Regions from separate parts of the Triticum aestivum genome. Here region 1 is linked to region 2. The links are chromatin contacts, called in public Hi-C maps. All regions are on one chromosome and are shown on one strand. The core of a region is the stretch at or near the end of the contact, and the rest is flanking DNA. Distances in the headings are between cores, read along the strand shown. Region 1 holds the start of LOC123155975 (type II inositol polyphosphate 5-phosphatase 15). Region 2 holds the start of LOC123160153 (signal recognition particle receptor subunit beta).

Region 1 (7,536 bases), core at 1,565-4,064, 580 kb before region 2:
CAAGGCATTCCAAGATTTCTGTAAAAAGGTGATAGAGCCTTGGTTTTTCTCCTTCTTTGTGGGTTTTACCTTGATTTCTTCCTCTATAAATTGTTCTGGCATAACTAGTGGCTCTAGACGAGCTGACTCCACTTGGCCGTCCATGCCAAATACTTTTAACAACTCCCTTGTCCGAGCATCCCTACACAAAGCATATCAAACAATTAGTTCCAATCGGCCATGAGATAATGTAGTTGAGAAACTGATGTGATGGCATTTATATTTAGAATCGTACCAAAGAGCAAACGTCATGCTAGTTAGACTCCAAACTTTCGCTCGACAATGGTCCGCAAGCATGTGTTTCACATCAGTAGTGGGCAAAGAGAACATGTTACCAACTGTGACATAGTTCCTAAGGTCAATATACGCATTTTCGACCAGACAAGAAGCCATATATTTTTCTTCTGGTGTTAGTGAGAGGGACTTAGCAATGACATCCCAGGGCCATGCCTTTATAACACCTGCTTCGGTGCCTGACCATATTTCACCTGTTTCCAAGAGATTGAAATGAAACATATCAATTTGGGATAAATTTTCACTCCATTTTAGTTCAAATTTAGATTATAACCTCTTATCTGCAACAAGAGAGGTGCATGAATGCCAAAACTTGTAACGCAGACTAGTGATTTACTCCCTCTGTAAACAAATATAAGAGCACTAAAGTAGTGATCTAAACACTCTTATATTTCTTTACGGAGGGAGTAGATATCAATGCCTCGACAATGCTTGATTCAAGTCGGAAGAGGCCAGAAAGGAAAACTGATAATTTAGTTTTGATGTGAAATAAACTGCACAAATGAACTAATAATACTAAAATATTCCCTATATATATAGGTTTCAGAGTAGTCAATCAAGAGTCATATCCCGCACAACAAAAATCAGAAGACATATGGACATAAGAATCTACAGTTAACGAATACTGATTTAGCTTATTGGAATCAGTTATCTAGGAGAGAGCTGAACATTCACAAGCTAGTTCTTTACAGAAGATGGAAGAGGAACTGGAGGGTAAATGAGTGACTGACTGGGTGAAATTTGTCGCTTTCAGTTGTAATAAGGGCTTACTTTCGTCAGCTTAATTCTGTTATCTATTCACTGTTATTACACTGGTTTTCTCAGGTTGAAGCAAGAGCGAGGCACTAGGTGCGCCTTAACCAGGCTGTGATACCAAGCTTGCCTTATTTTTCTGTAAATAACCTGATTGATGATTAATATCAACGTGGTTGGACATGTTTGCTACATAATTATGAGAAAAAAAATTAGAACCAGGATGTCCGTCAGTATGGGGAAAAGCTAATTTTATTCTTTAGAAAGGCTAACTCTACCGTCCAAAACTCCAACCTAAAGTAAAAAAAGGTGTAAATGTGGCAGAAGCGCCATTGCCAAGTTAGCACTTGCCAATGATGTAAAATTAGGTAATCTTAGCATTTCGCGATGACTTAAAATCGGCTAAATTGAACATTTCCAGTTATCATCACGCCTTTCAGCAGAGTGCCATTGCCGGATTATGCTCATAGCTCATATCCAGTATACAATTTGCTTTTGCTCGAAGCAGTCAATGAAAACCAAAATTGGGTGATCAAGGAAGCGAGCTTCTCACCGTATGATGTGACAACCATGGAGAGCACCGGGGTGCGGCTGTGCGCCTGCCACGACAGGGCCTCCTTGAACATGGGCGCATTCTCGCCACCATCTGCTGCACCTGCCGGCGCCGTGGCGAGGTCCATGCGCCACGACCGGATCCTCCCATCCTTGTGGCCCGTCCACACGAGCTTGTTCGCGCTGTCCACCGCGACGCAGAGCGCTGGCGGCGCGGGCACGGATTCCGTGAACGGCGCGGTCTCCTCGTCTCCCCGGCGCGCCCCCACGACGCTCCCGGCGAACAGCTCGTCGAGGCCCCACACCCGAACCCCGGACTCGGCCCCCGCCCACAGCTGGCGAAGCTGCGGCTCGCACGCGAGCGTCCGCAGGAAGGAGCACACCTGCGTCTCCCGCGGCGGATGGGGCCGCACCTCGAGCGCCGGCGGGCGGCCAGGGTGCATGGCCGCGCGCAGCGGCACGCGGAAGATGCCCTCGCCCCCGCCCGCGCCAACGAACTCCGGCAGCGCACCCCTGCCCCCGTGCTCCGACGTCGCCACGGCCCGCTCCAGCGTCACCGCGCCGCCGCCGCCGAAGGAGGCGGCGTGTAAGTACATGGACTCGCCGCCGCGGCTGTGGTGGTGGTGAGGCGGGAGCTGGTGGGGACACGACACGCTGCGCGCGGGGTCGTGGCGGTGCGCCGAGGCGGAGGCGATGGGGTCGTCGTCAAGGCTGTGCGAGCTGAGCGCGGCGTGGCGCGCGTACGCCGCCTGCGCCACCGCGTCCCGCGCGAGCGGCTGGCTGTAGGATATCCCCTTGCGCTGCGGCGCCCGCCCCCGCTCGTCGTCGGGCTCCATGACCTCGCGTCCGCGCGCGAGCGCTCCTGGTCCGTCCGGCGGCGATTCGAGCTCGTACGCGCCCGTAAGGCGGAGACGGCGGGAGAGGAGAGGCGACGGAGACAGGGGCGGAAGGGGGAGGCCGCGCCGCGCCGTGGAGGCAAGGGAACTCCGGAGCTGGTGTGACAGTGTGCGGGAAGGCTGTTTGTTTCTGGTTATATGGGTGGATGCCTCGTGGACCGGGACCACGGGGGGTCCATGGGGAGGCACCGGCCGTGGCAGTGGGAAAGTGGGGGGCGTGGGGAAGCTCCTCGCCGTGATGTTGGAAGCGGCCCGAAGAGGGAGGTTGGTGCTGCCCGGGATCGCTGCCCTGAAAGCTACGGCTTTCCCAAATGGATCAGGGTCAACTGTATTGGGAAAGGAGAATTCTTGCAGGGGATTGACAAATTGTTTTGGTGTGCAACTCATGATAGCCATTCGTTTACTGTAGCTATATATTCGCTCCCCGGCCTGCAGATAATGCTTTATTTTTCCTTTTCGACCTGATAATGCTCATGTTTGCTCAAAGAAAACGTTTATTGCACGAAAAACTAAAATCACAGCTTTTTATAAAATTGAATGCCTGGCTAATTAGGAAAAGCAAGACTAAAACAAAACTATAATCATCTCCGTGAATCGAGTGTCATCAAAATAGAGTTGCTCATAGTCTTGCTAATATTGGTCGTTTTGGTGGTAGCACCGCTTGTTGGTTGCGCCATGTATCTGAGAGTGTAGTTGAAGATGCATTAGCAGACTGTAATTCTATTACCGAGGAATAAAACACACACTTTCCTCGAAAAAAATCTAGCCGAAAATGTTCGGTTATTAGTCTTAAAGGATTGAGCGCCCACTTTCCGCCGCAGTCGATTCAGAGGAGATGGCTGGTGGGCGGAGGGCGACATGGGGTTAATTCAAATCCGACATGGACAAATGCTTGATCGAGGCATAACGTTGCCTAGGCTTGAGCTTGATGCTGTTGGTGGCTACAACAGATTGATGAGTTCCAGGAGGAGGAGATGGTGGCTATGGTGATAAGCGATACATGCTTAAAGCACCCATAACTTAAGTTTAAATGTCACCATCTGATAACTTTATGAGAATTTTATATTTATTTATACTGATGTATATATAAAAACATTCAATGTTCGTTTATGATTTTAGCGTTTATTTCTCGAGGCAAACATATATTTTGGAATTGTGGATTTTTTTAGAAAAAATACGAGGGTGATTTTTTAACCCAATATAAAGCCACATGACCTAGACTTGGTTTAGGGGGGCAGGCGCATAAACCCCTTGAGGCGTATGGGTCATGTGTCTTAGCATTCTAGAAGCTCCATGATGCTCTCCTTTAATGACAAGCTTGTCCATCAAGTTTTAGGGGATTCATAAATTGTTTCAGTTTATGAAACTGATGACAACCATTTATTTAGCTATACTAAGCATGTGCATGTGTATTACCCGGGGGCAAATACTTTTTTTAGGGTAAACCTAAGCTTTATAACTAATGGTGCTCGGGTAAATCACCCGAGACACAAACAACCACTTGAGCCGGCATGATAGAGTTCCACTCAATACATTCTTTCGGTAAACAAAGACGACCTAATTTGGTTAGTTCATGCGCAATAGAGTTTGCAGTACGGCGACACATAGAAATAACAAGACGATCATACTAGACAAATCTTGATGCAAAATAAATAGATAAATAAAATTATGTTTTGGTTTTATAAAGCATATTTTATCATTTATTAAACTCGCAAAATAGGTATGCGACGTAATTAGTCTGCTTTATTGGGTTTTCAAAGATAAGGGACTGATTGTTATTCAAAGGGGTGATGGGGAGAAAATGAAATATGGAACCTTACGTTCTTTTTAAGTACTAGAGATTCATTACTCCATCTGCTGATAATGCTCCATTTTTCCTTTTGAACTTGATAATGCTCTCATTTGCTTAAACAAAACATTTATTGCACACAAAATTAAAATCACATTTAAAAAATTTGACACAAAAGATTATGAAGTGCTCGACTAATTAGGAAAAACAAGACAAGAACAACATTTATATTCAAACCTGAAAACAGAGTTTGTGTGAAGGCAAAATATAGTAAGAAATGTTTGGCTACTAGTCTTAAGGGTTGAGCGCTCACTTTTGGCCTCTATCAACTGGGAGGAGATGAGCGGTGGGAGGAGAATGAAGAGAAGAGGAGGAAGAGAAAGAGGTTGCCCACAATGGCGACGAGGGGTTAATACAATCGCTACATGCGCAAATGCTTGATCAAGGCATGACAATGCCTAGGATTGAGCTTGATGCTGTCGTGGCTACAACAGATTGATTAATTATAGGAGGGGGGATGGTAGTTGTGGTGATAGGTGATATGTCCTTGACGTATCGGTAATTTTTGAAGTTTAAATGTCTCTATCTTATGATTTTTAATGCAAATTTTTTATTTATTTGGACTATCATATCAATAAAAACGTTCAATATCGGTTTCTGTTTTTAGCCGTTATTTCCTCAAGGCAAACATGCATTTTGGACTTTTTTTGCGGGGTCATGCATTTTGGACTTATGGAAAGAAAATAAGAAACAAAAATACGGGGATGATCTTTGGACCAATATAAAGCGACATGACCTTGACATGACCCTTGAGGGCCTAGTCGCCTAAACCCGTGAGGCGTATGGGGATCCTACAAGCCTCTTGGAGCTCTCCTTTTACCGCACGCTTGCCCATCAAGTTTTTAGGGGATTGACACATTGTTTCAGTATGTAATTGATGACAACAATTTGCTTAGCAATATTCACTAGTACTACGTATGTTAATAATGCTCCATTTTTTCCTTTTGAACTTGATAATGCTCTTATTTACTTAAACAAAATATTTATTGCACGGAAACTAAAATCACAATTTTTTAAATTTGATGTAAAGTTTTGCATGTTCATTGGCCATGGAAAAAATTCCCAACTAATTAGGAAAAGCAAGATGAAAACAAAAACCATAATCAAAGATGAAAACAATGTTTGTGTGAAGGTAAAATCTAGTAAGAAATGTTCGGTTACTAGTCTTAAGAACTGACCTCTAGCTTTCGGCCTCTGTCAACTGGGAGGAGATGAGTGATGTGAGGAGGACGAGAAGGTAGAGAGGTGGGAGGTGCCTACAATGGTGACGAGGGGCAAATGTTTGGTCAAGGTATGATGATGTCCTCGGCTTAAGCCTGATACTACCGGTGGCTACAACAATTGATGAGTAGCAGGAAAGAGATGGTGGTGTGTGGTGACATTCCTCGTTCTACTGCTAGAAAGAAGATTGGATAAGGAAATTTTGATGTGATGTTAGTGTGGGGACACCATGCTCTAATCATATCCTTGGATTGAGGTCCAAATGAAGAGGGTTTAAGAATTGTTCACGAGTCCTCTTTTAGAATATTTTTCTTTCACTAGTCATTAGTTTTTTTTGCAGGGCACTAGTCATCAATTGAGGCTTCCAAACTCTAAATTCTCTCGTGTTAGAACTTTACTTAGAATAGTCTCTATGTATTTATTATCATGCATGTTGATTTATGTAAGATTGCATAGGAAAGGTTATATGTTTGAAAAATCACACTTTTGATCCTTCAAACAGTTCGTGAGTATAGTTTGGGCCCCTCAACTTCAGTGATAGGTAGTCTCGATCTCTAACGGCGTTAAAACTGTCCTAATATGGTCTCTTGCCCCTACAAAGAGTAGCAAAATTTATGACATGTTAGTCATTTCCCACAGTCGTGACGAAGTGTGCAAAAAAGTTGAAAAAAAAGAAAGGGAACAAAAGACAAACTTATTTTTTAGGGAAAGCATTATTATCTGGGTATTTTTTTAAAATATATTTGGACTCTTGAAAGTTGATAACAGTGTGGAATATTTTTGAACATCATATAAATCGATAAAATGATCTTTGTTTTAGTTTTTCTTTTCTTATTTTACCATGTTCTTAGCATTTTTGAATTACTCTTGATTAGTTTTCTACTACTTTTGTAAATGTTTCATATTTCTAATTATCCTTGTGATTCTTGTATCTGTTTTCATGTGTGTCTCTAACTTCCCCGAAATTTTCAATATGTTTGTGTTTTATGGAGCTTTGAGCTTTTATATTTATTTCATTTTTTTATTAAACCTCAATGAAAAAACTTTATTTACGTGACATGGTTAATCTTACTGCCATTTACAACTATCCACCCGATCAGTGGCGGAGCTTCATGGGGGCCAACTTGGGCGGTGCTTGATGAAATTGAGTGATCCATTGCTGTTGTAATGCTGCCCACATTTGTTACTCTTAATTTGGTGTACTTATGTAATGAAGTTGTATCAGTGGGCTTGTTTAAATTTGAGTCACCCATTGAAGTTGTTTGGGTCGGTGTACTTGTTTAAGTTAGTGGATTAGTATTTTTAATGGAAGTTGACTGAATTGTCTGATTTTTTATCATTGTTCTCAGTTAGCTGAATTTGTATGCAGTTAACTGGATATGTATACAGTTAACTGAATCTATATGAAGTCAACTAAATATGTATACAATTAACTGAATCTATATGCAGTTAACTAAATCTGTATACAGTTAACTGAATTTGTATTCAATTAACTGAGTTTCTTTACAGATAACTGAATTTGTGTTCAGTTAACTCAATGTTCCAAGTGTTAGTCATTTAACTGAAGTAAACACACTTAGTTCATGGATTTGTTATGTCAGTTTAAGCTAACTGAATTTGGATGCATTTAACTGAATTTGTATTCAGTTAACTTGTTGTTGAACTTGTAGTTAACTATTTCACTTAACTAAGTTAGTGTACTAAATTTTGCTGAACTTCTAGTTAGCAAAGTCAGTTAACTGAACCTAAAGAATACAGCATGCTATTTATAGTAAGTGGTACATAGCAACAATGTATCCACATGGAGACACAAAGAAGCATCAAAGCATTGCACTGCAACATTCCTAGCTGAGAGTAACATAGTCATCAAAACAAATGCAACTACTTACCACGCCATAGCACATAATCATAGATAGCAGTACTAGTTCATAC
Region 2 (6,565 bases), core at 1,870-4,369:
TCGTGTCCCATGAGCTACCATACCTTGTCGGCAACCAGACCAACATTTCGAGGAGCGCAGCCGGCCGCCGGACATGGCCAGGGTAGAGCCCGGCGAGCGGGGAGCGGAACCGGATGAGCTGCGCTTAGATTAGGTTTTAGGTTGCATGTAATAATATGGATTTGAGGTTTTTAATTAAGATATCCGAATGTGAAATGCGTTTTTTGAGGGGTGATCGGTCACGGTCCGCGGACACGTCCGAGCGCGTCCACGGGTGTTTGAGGGATCGGATTTACAAGTCCGTCTATAGATGCTCTAAGCAACTGGAGACTACGCAATGAAATCCATCCACACAAGCTGGACCATTGCCTTCGGCAAGGCTCTAATTCCTTTCCTATCTTTCTTCAAGGACCTGTAAGAAGAAGCAAATCCCTTTCTTGAATGGCCGAGGAAGAGGCGGCACTGAACAGAACAAGATCTCCCTCTACTTATCTTTGGGGCTGTGCGCATTCTTAAACTTGATCACTGCTCTCAAGAATGACTGGACGAAGACAACAGATGAGCTTCCTGCCACCCAAACCGGCCATGTTGTGCAAGAGTGCTGCTATACACACGACAGTGTGCGGCCGATGTTTGCAAACCGTGCATGTGTGGCACAAAGTGGAGGCCGGCCGCTGGATCAAGCGTCGTCCAGTGTTCGGCTACTGAGTAGTTCCGGTTGTGCAACTGCTTCGAGTTTCCCCTTACCAAGTTTTGGCACCAGATCGAACCTGGAAGACATATTATTTTGTACTGCTTTTTTTGGGCCAGATTCCCTCCCATCTTTGCTTTGTTCAATCCTTTTCTTTTTTTGCCAATCTCTAGAACAAAATTATTACTTCCTCCGTTCATTTTTGTAAGTCGTTTCAGACAACACAAAATCTCTAGAACAAAATTATTACTTCCTCCGTTCACTTTTGTAAGTCGTTTCAGACAACACAAAATAAGTTGTTTTACACATTGTCTGAAATGTTTTCAAGGTCTTATAAAAATGAACGGAAGGAATAGAAATGATGTGTGACGACCAAATTTTGGCATGAAAAAAATTGTTCCAGATACGGCGAGGACAAATTTGGCATAAAATCAGGCATTCATCATGTAGACAAAAGAAGGTCCGGTGATCGGATCCTGGGTGTACCAAAAACTATGCCGTGGTTTCTGAGACCTCCTATGTGCCGCATTTTGCGGCAAATAGGTCGCGCGACGCACAGGGGTCGTGCAACCGGGCCGGCCCATTCGCTGTCTCCGTCAAGTAATGAAAAATTCGCGCAAAAAAGCTTGCTGTAGCGTGGATTCGAACGCAAAACCTTCAATAGATGCACGTGATGCTCTAGCCACTGCACTAGGCTAGCTGCTGTGATAGAATAGCAGCGGGAGTTTAAATAAACTATCGTCGCGGCGAAAAATAAAAACTAATTCAGCCAATTACATTTTTCAAAACTGCAGTAGTTTTTGGAATATGTGAACAATTTTTTGAATTATTGACAAAAATTAAACACGCGGATTTTTTTTTGAATTTGTGAACAAATATTGAAACATGAATACTTTTTTAATATGTGAACAAATTTTATGAAAACAAACAAATTTTGAATTTCCCACAGATTTTTCGAAAACATGAACATATTTGGAATTTGTGAACAGTTTTTTAAAGCACAAACAATTTTTGAATCTTGAGAACAAATTTGGAAGCGCGGACAATGTTTTAAAGCAACAACATTTTCTGAAAATCTTGAGAACAAATTTTGAAACAGAGAACAATTTTGAAAAATCCCAAACAAATTTGGAAGAACGAACAATTTTTTAAATGACGAACATGTTTTGAATCTTGAGAACAAATTTTGAAAAAATTCCGAACAAATTTGGAAGCGCGAACAATTTTTTAAAGCAACAACATTTTTTGAAAATCTTGAGAACAAATTTTGAAACAGAGAACAATTTTGAAAAATCCCAAACAAATTTGGAAGAGCGAACAATTTTTTAAATGACGAACATGTTTTGAATCTTGAGAACAAATTTTGAAAAAATTCCAAACAAATTTGGAAGCGCGAACAATTTTTTAAAGCAACAACATTTTTTGAAAATCTTGAGAACAAATTTTGAAACAGAGAACAATTTTGAAAAATCCCAAACAAATTTGGAAGAGCAAACAATTTTTTAAATGACGAACATGTTTTGAATCTTGAGAAGAAATTTTGAAAAAATTCCAAACAAAGTTGGAAGCGCGAACAATTTTTGAATATGTGAACAAAAATTTGAAATCTGATACATTTTCTGAATTCGAAAGTTTGAACCTTTTTTGTAACAATAAGATTTTTTTTTTGAATTTTGAGAACATTTTTTCAAAAACTGAACTATTTTTGGTAACATGAACAAAATTTAAAATTTTGATTTAAAAACACGAACACTTTTTGAATTTGCAAGCAATATTTGAAACATGGAACATGTTTTGAACAAGTTTTGAAAACGGGAACATATTTCTTAAAACCGAACATATTTTAGTTTGTGAACAAAACTTAAAAAGACGAACACTTTTTGAAAATAAGCAAACAATTTTCGAAATTCTAAACTTTTACGAAATTTCTGAACAAAAATTTAGAAATAGGAACAGTTTCTAAAAGAATGAACATAATCTGAAAATTTCACTTTTTAAAAACTGAAAAAATCAAAAAATAAAATAGCAAGAAGAAAGAAAAAAAGAAGAAAAAACAAAGAGAAAAAAGGAAAAGGGAAATAAAAAGAAAAAATGAAAACGAAAAAAAATAAAACCGGTTCAGGAACCTTCTAGAAGGTTCCCAAAACCGGAAAAAACCGGCTGGGAATGTCATAGAAGGTTCCCAAAACCGATGTAGTGGGAACGCTTAACAGGCTGGCCCACCCGACTCCGCTAGCTCGATAACCCTGTGCGGGACCCCGACATTTTGCCGCAGAGAGCGGCAAATAGGGTTTTCCGTGGTTTCTGCCTTACGTGCATGCTGCAGAGTCGGCCTATCAAATATGGGCCGGACGACTTCTCCCTCCCATTGGGCCTGCCTTTTCCGAGCTGGTACTCCACGTGACGACCCAATAAGAAACCCGTGCGTCCTTCGTGCCCACCGCCCACTCATCGCATCGTGATCTGCTTCCAGACGAGTCCCCCCCCTCTTCGCCTCCTCCACCTCCTCCGCTGTCCCACTGTCCTCCCGTGATTCTCCGCGTCCAGCCGCTCCTAGAGGCTAGAGCCCCCGGCGCCACCGCCGCTCGCTCCTCTCGCCCTCCGCGCGGCGCTCACGGCGATGGATGAGTGGGTTCGCCAGGCCGAGGAGTGGGCGGGCCAGGCCGAGCGCTGGATCCGCCAGCAGCCCCCGGAGCAGATTTACGTCGCCGTCGCCGTGATTGCCGTCACAATTCTGGTGCTCCTCGCAGGTGATTTCCCGAGCCTAAGCTTCTTCTCGCAGTGTGTCCTTGCTACCGGCTGTTCGCGCAGTAGTCAAGAGCGTGTGCAGAATGCGGTCCCTGAAAAACTAGGCAGATAGATGTGGTAATTTGGCAACTTAAGAGCTGTCTCGGGAGCAGGTCCGCTTTGCCTGAAGGTGTTGGGCTTGTTTGAATTTGTGCGTTCCATGTGCACCTCTAGTTTCTGACTGATTCAAACTAGCTGTGGATGAGCAGTTGTGTCGTTAGCTGCAGTGTAATGCCAGTATGCCACTACGTTCAAATATGATTAAGTCGTAATTGAGCCCATGCCTATGATCAAGCTGAGAGCTGGTGCATAGTTGGTGGAATTTAGCTTGAATGGGGCACCAGGTCGCAGTTTCCTGTTTAATTATACTGGGTAAAAAACGTAATCTACAGTGGACGTAGTATCCTGTCTGTACAGGAATGATGCATTGGTAAGTTTGGATTTGTACACATCCTTAGTTCTTTTTTATACTGTTGACTCAGAACGGAAGCAGAGATGTTGAATTTATCAACTGATTTACACTATACTTTGCAGTGGGTCATAAGGTGTATCAAGTTAGTGGTGTAGTTCTGTTGATTTTGTCTGTATTTACATTTGCAAGTGCAGGCTGTAAAATCATAATACTGCAAGATGTTGGAAATTATGAGTTCTTAAACATCAATGCTTCTGGCAGAGTGATAATAACATGATAATATGTGTCGTGTTAATCTAGAGATAATTTATTTTCAGAGTGCAACATTTGAACTTATTACCTTAGTTTATGCAATGGTGCATCTCAAGATTTGAAATACATTGTTGTGTTGCCGTACTTAGTGATACTTCTGTTTTTGTGTTGCTGTACTAGTAATATTTCTGTCTTTGTGATTATAATTTCACTGGCGCTATATATGTGCAGCAATTGATGAGCAGTATATGTCTGATTTTTGTAACAGCTTCTTGTCTGAAATCATCGAAACCAAACACCATTGTGCTATCCGGGCTAAGTGGAAGTGGTAAAACTATTCTTTTCTACCAGGTAATTATCTACTATGGCAAGTTTCTCTCCCCCTTGGGTATCACAGTTACTCACATTCTAGTGGATTGACTCAAAACCATAGAATGTGGCCAGAGTAACGACCTTGCATATTTAGGTTTGCTAGTTTCTGTCTCTCTTCATTGCCAAGTTTTAGTTAGGGATTTGTCGTGGTTCTAAGCCTGACAGTAGAGTGGGGGGTAGGTATGGAGAGGCAAGGTCCTAGCTATGGAGAGGTTGTAAGCACAAAGGATGTACGAGTTCAGGCCCTTCTCGGAAGAAGTAACAGCCCTACGTCTCAGAGCCCGGAGGCGGTCGAGTGGATTATGAATGTATGAATTACAAGGTGCCGAACCCCTCTGCCTGTGGAGGGGGGTGGCTTATATAGAGTGCGCCAGGACCCCAGCCAGCCCACGTAGGAGAGGGTTTAAAGTGAGTTAAGTCTGGGGCGTTACTGGTAACGCCCCACATAAAGTGCCTTTACTATCATAAAGACTACTTGATTACAGGCCGTTGCAGTGCAGAGTGCCTCTTGACCTCCTGGTGGTCGAGTGAGTCTTCGTGGTCGAGTCCTTCAGGCCAGTCGAGTGAGTCCTCATTGGTCGACTGGAAGGCGACCTCTTCTAAGGATGTCTTGGGGTAAGTTACTTGGAACAGGTCCATGACCCTACCCTAGGTACATAACCCCATCATTAGCCCCCGAATGGATTGAGGCTTCGAGTGAAGGAGTTGATGTCGTTTCCGATTGACCTTTGCGCTCTAGTTGTGCGCTGTTCTGGACCAAAGAATCTCTTCGTTGACAGGGAGCAATTTGCCTTCAGTCGACTCGATCCATTCTGTTTTTACGTCGAGTGATCTTTCGGGCTTCGACGATCTCCGAGCGACGGATCGCCGGAAACACCGCGTCTGACAGACTGATTTGTTGCTCGCGGATTCCGCGGGATGCGAAATTTGGGGGCGCGCGCGAAGCGGGGCGGACCGCGGCGTTCGGATGGGACGGGGCATAGACGCCTCGATCTCCGCGCCGCCTTTTTCGCCACGTATCCAGCCTGCATAACTGCTCTCAGATATGATTAGATCGACCGGGCCCGCATGTCAGCCACTCGGAAGGGACCTTATAAATGCGCCCGGCGAGGATTTCTGTGCTGCGCCCCAGCATTCTCCCTCTCTCTCTGCTTCCTTCTTCCCTGCTCAGCGTGCTCGCTCTCGCCCCCGCACCACTTCCCTTCGCGCATCTCTCCGGCGACCATGGCCAAGGAGAAGACGGCGGCGCTGGAGCGCGCCAAGAAGGCGTCGGCGTCGGAGAAGGCGAAGGGGAGATCCACCAGCCGCGGAGGGTCCTCGTCCAGGTCCCGCCTGCCGAAGGGCTGGGTCCAAGGAGACTGGATCCAGTCGACCATCACAGAGAAGGACCTCCTCGACATGGCCAACGAGGGCTTGATCCCTCACGGAGCTGCGAGGTTGCCGGGGGAGGAGTGGCATCCACAGCCAGAAGAGGGTGAGTGTGTGCTTTTGGCCACTCATGTTGATCGTGGGTTTTCCTTGCCGCCAAGTATTTTTTTCCGTGGCTTCTTGAATTTCTTTGGAGCGCAGCTTCACCACTTTACCCCAAACTCCATTGCCTATCTTGCTGCATTCGTGTCCATGTGTGAGGGTTTCTTGGGCTGTCGACCGCACTGGGGTTTGTTCAAACATATCTTCACGTGTCGCTCTCAGACCGTGAAGAAGGCGAGCCCAGGTGATGAGAAAACCCGAGTCGTCCAAATGTGTGGGGGCCTGGGGATCCAGGTGAGGAATAAGAGCACCTTCCCGCCCATGACCTTTCCCGAGTCCGTCAGAGGCTGGCAGTCGACTTGGTTCTACTGCCAGGTCCAGTCGACGCCAGGGCAGTCGAGTGGACTCCCTCCATTTACCATGGACCGAGTGAACAAGCCCTCCCCTCTGAAGCTGATTCCGGAGGAGAAAGCCGACGTGAAGATGTTGATGGAGCGCGTGGTGCAGTTGGTTCGGGAGGGGGTGACGGGCATGGATCTTCTGGAGGTCTTCCTCAGGCGTCGCATCCAACCCCTTCAATTCCGGAGCCACTGCATGTGGTT

Evidence for each region. Hi-C and Micro-C count contacts between places; a contact is called where the count stands out from the background.
Region 1: a Hi-C map of leaf shows a contact between it and region 2, with 6 times the contacts expected there. The contact joins the promoter of LOC123155975 here to the promoter of LOC123160153 in region 2. A contact is called at or near these places in 3 of 5 Hi-C or Micro-C datasets (leaf and an unstated tissue).

The regions. Positions count from the first base shown.
Region 1 is chr7B:215,816,870-215,824,405 of IWGSC CS RefSeq v2.1, reverse strand. It overlaps LOC123155975 (type II inositol polyphosphate 5-phosphatase 15), which reads right to left and starts at 2,814. Exons shown (of 10, transcript XM_044574147.1): 1 at 1,640-2,814; 2 at 275-527; 3 at 1-181. The coding sequence starts at 2,474.
Region 2 is chr7B:215,240,308-215,246,872 of IWGSC CS RefSeq v2.1, reverse strand. LOC123160153 (signal recognition particle receptor subunit beta) reads left to right here and starts at 3,119. Exons shown (of 6, transcript XM_044577967.1): 1 at 3,119-3,420; 2 at 4,390-4,472. The coding sequence starts at 3,291.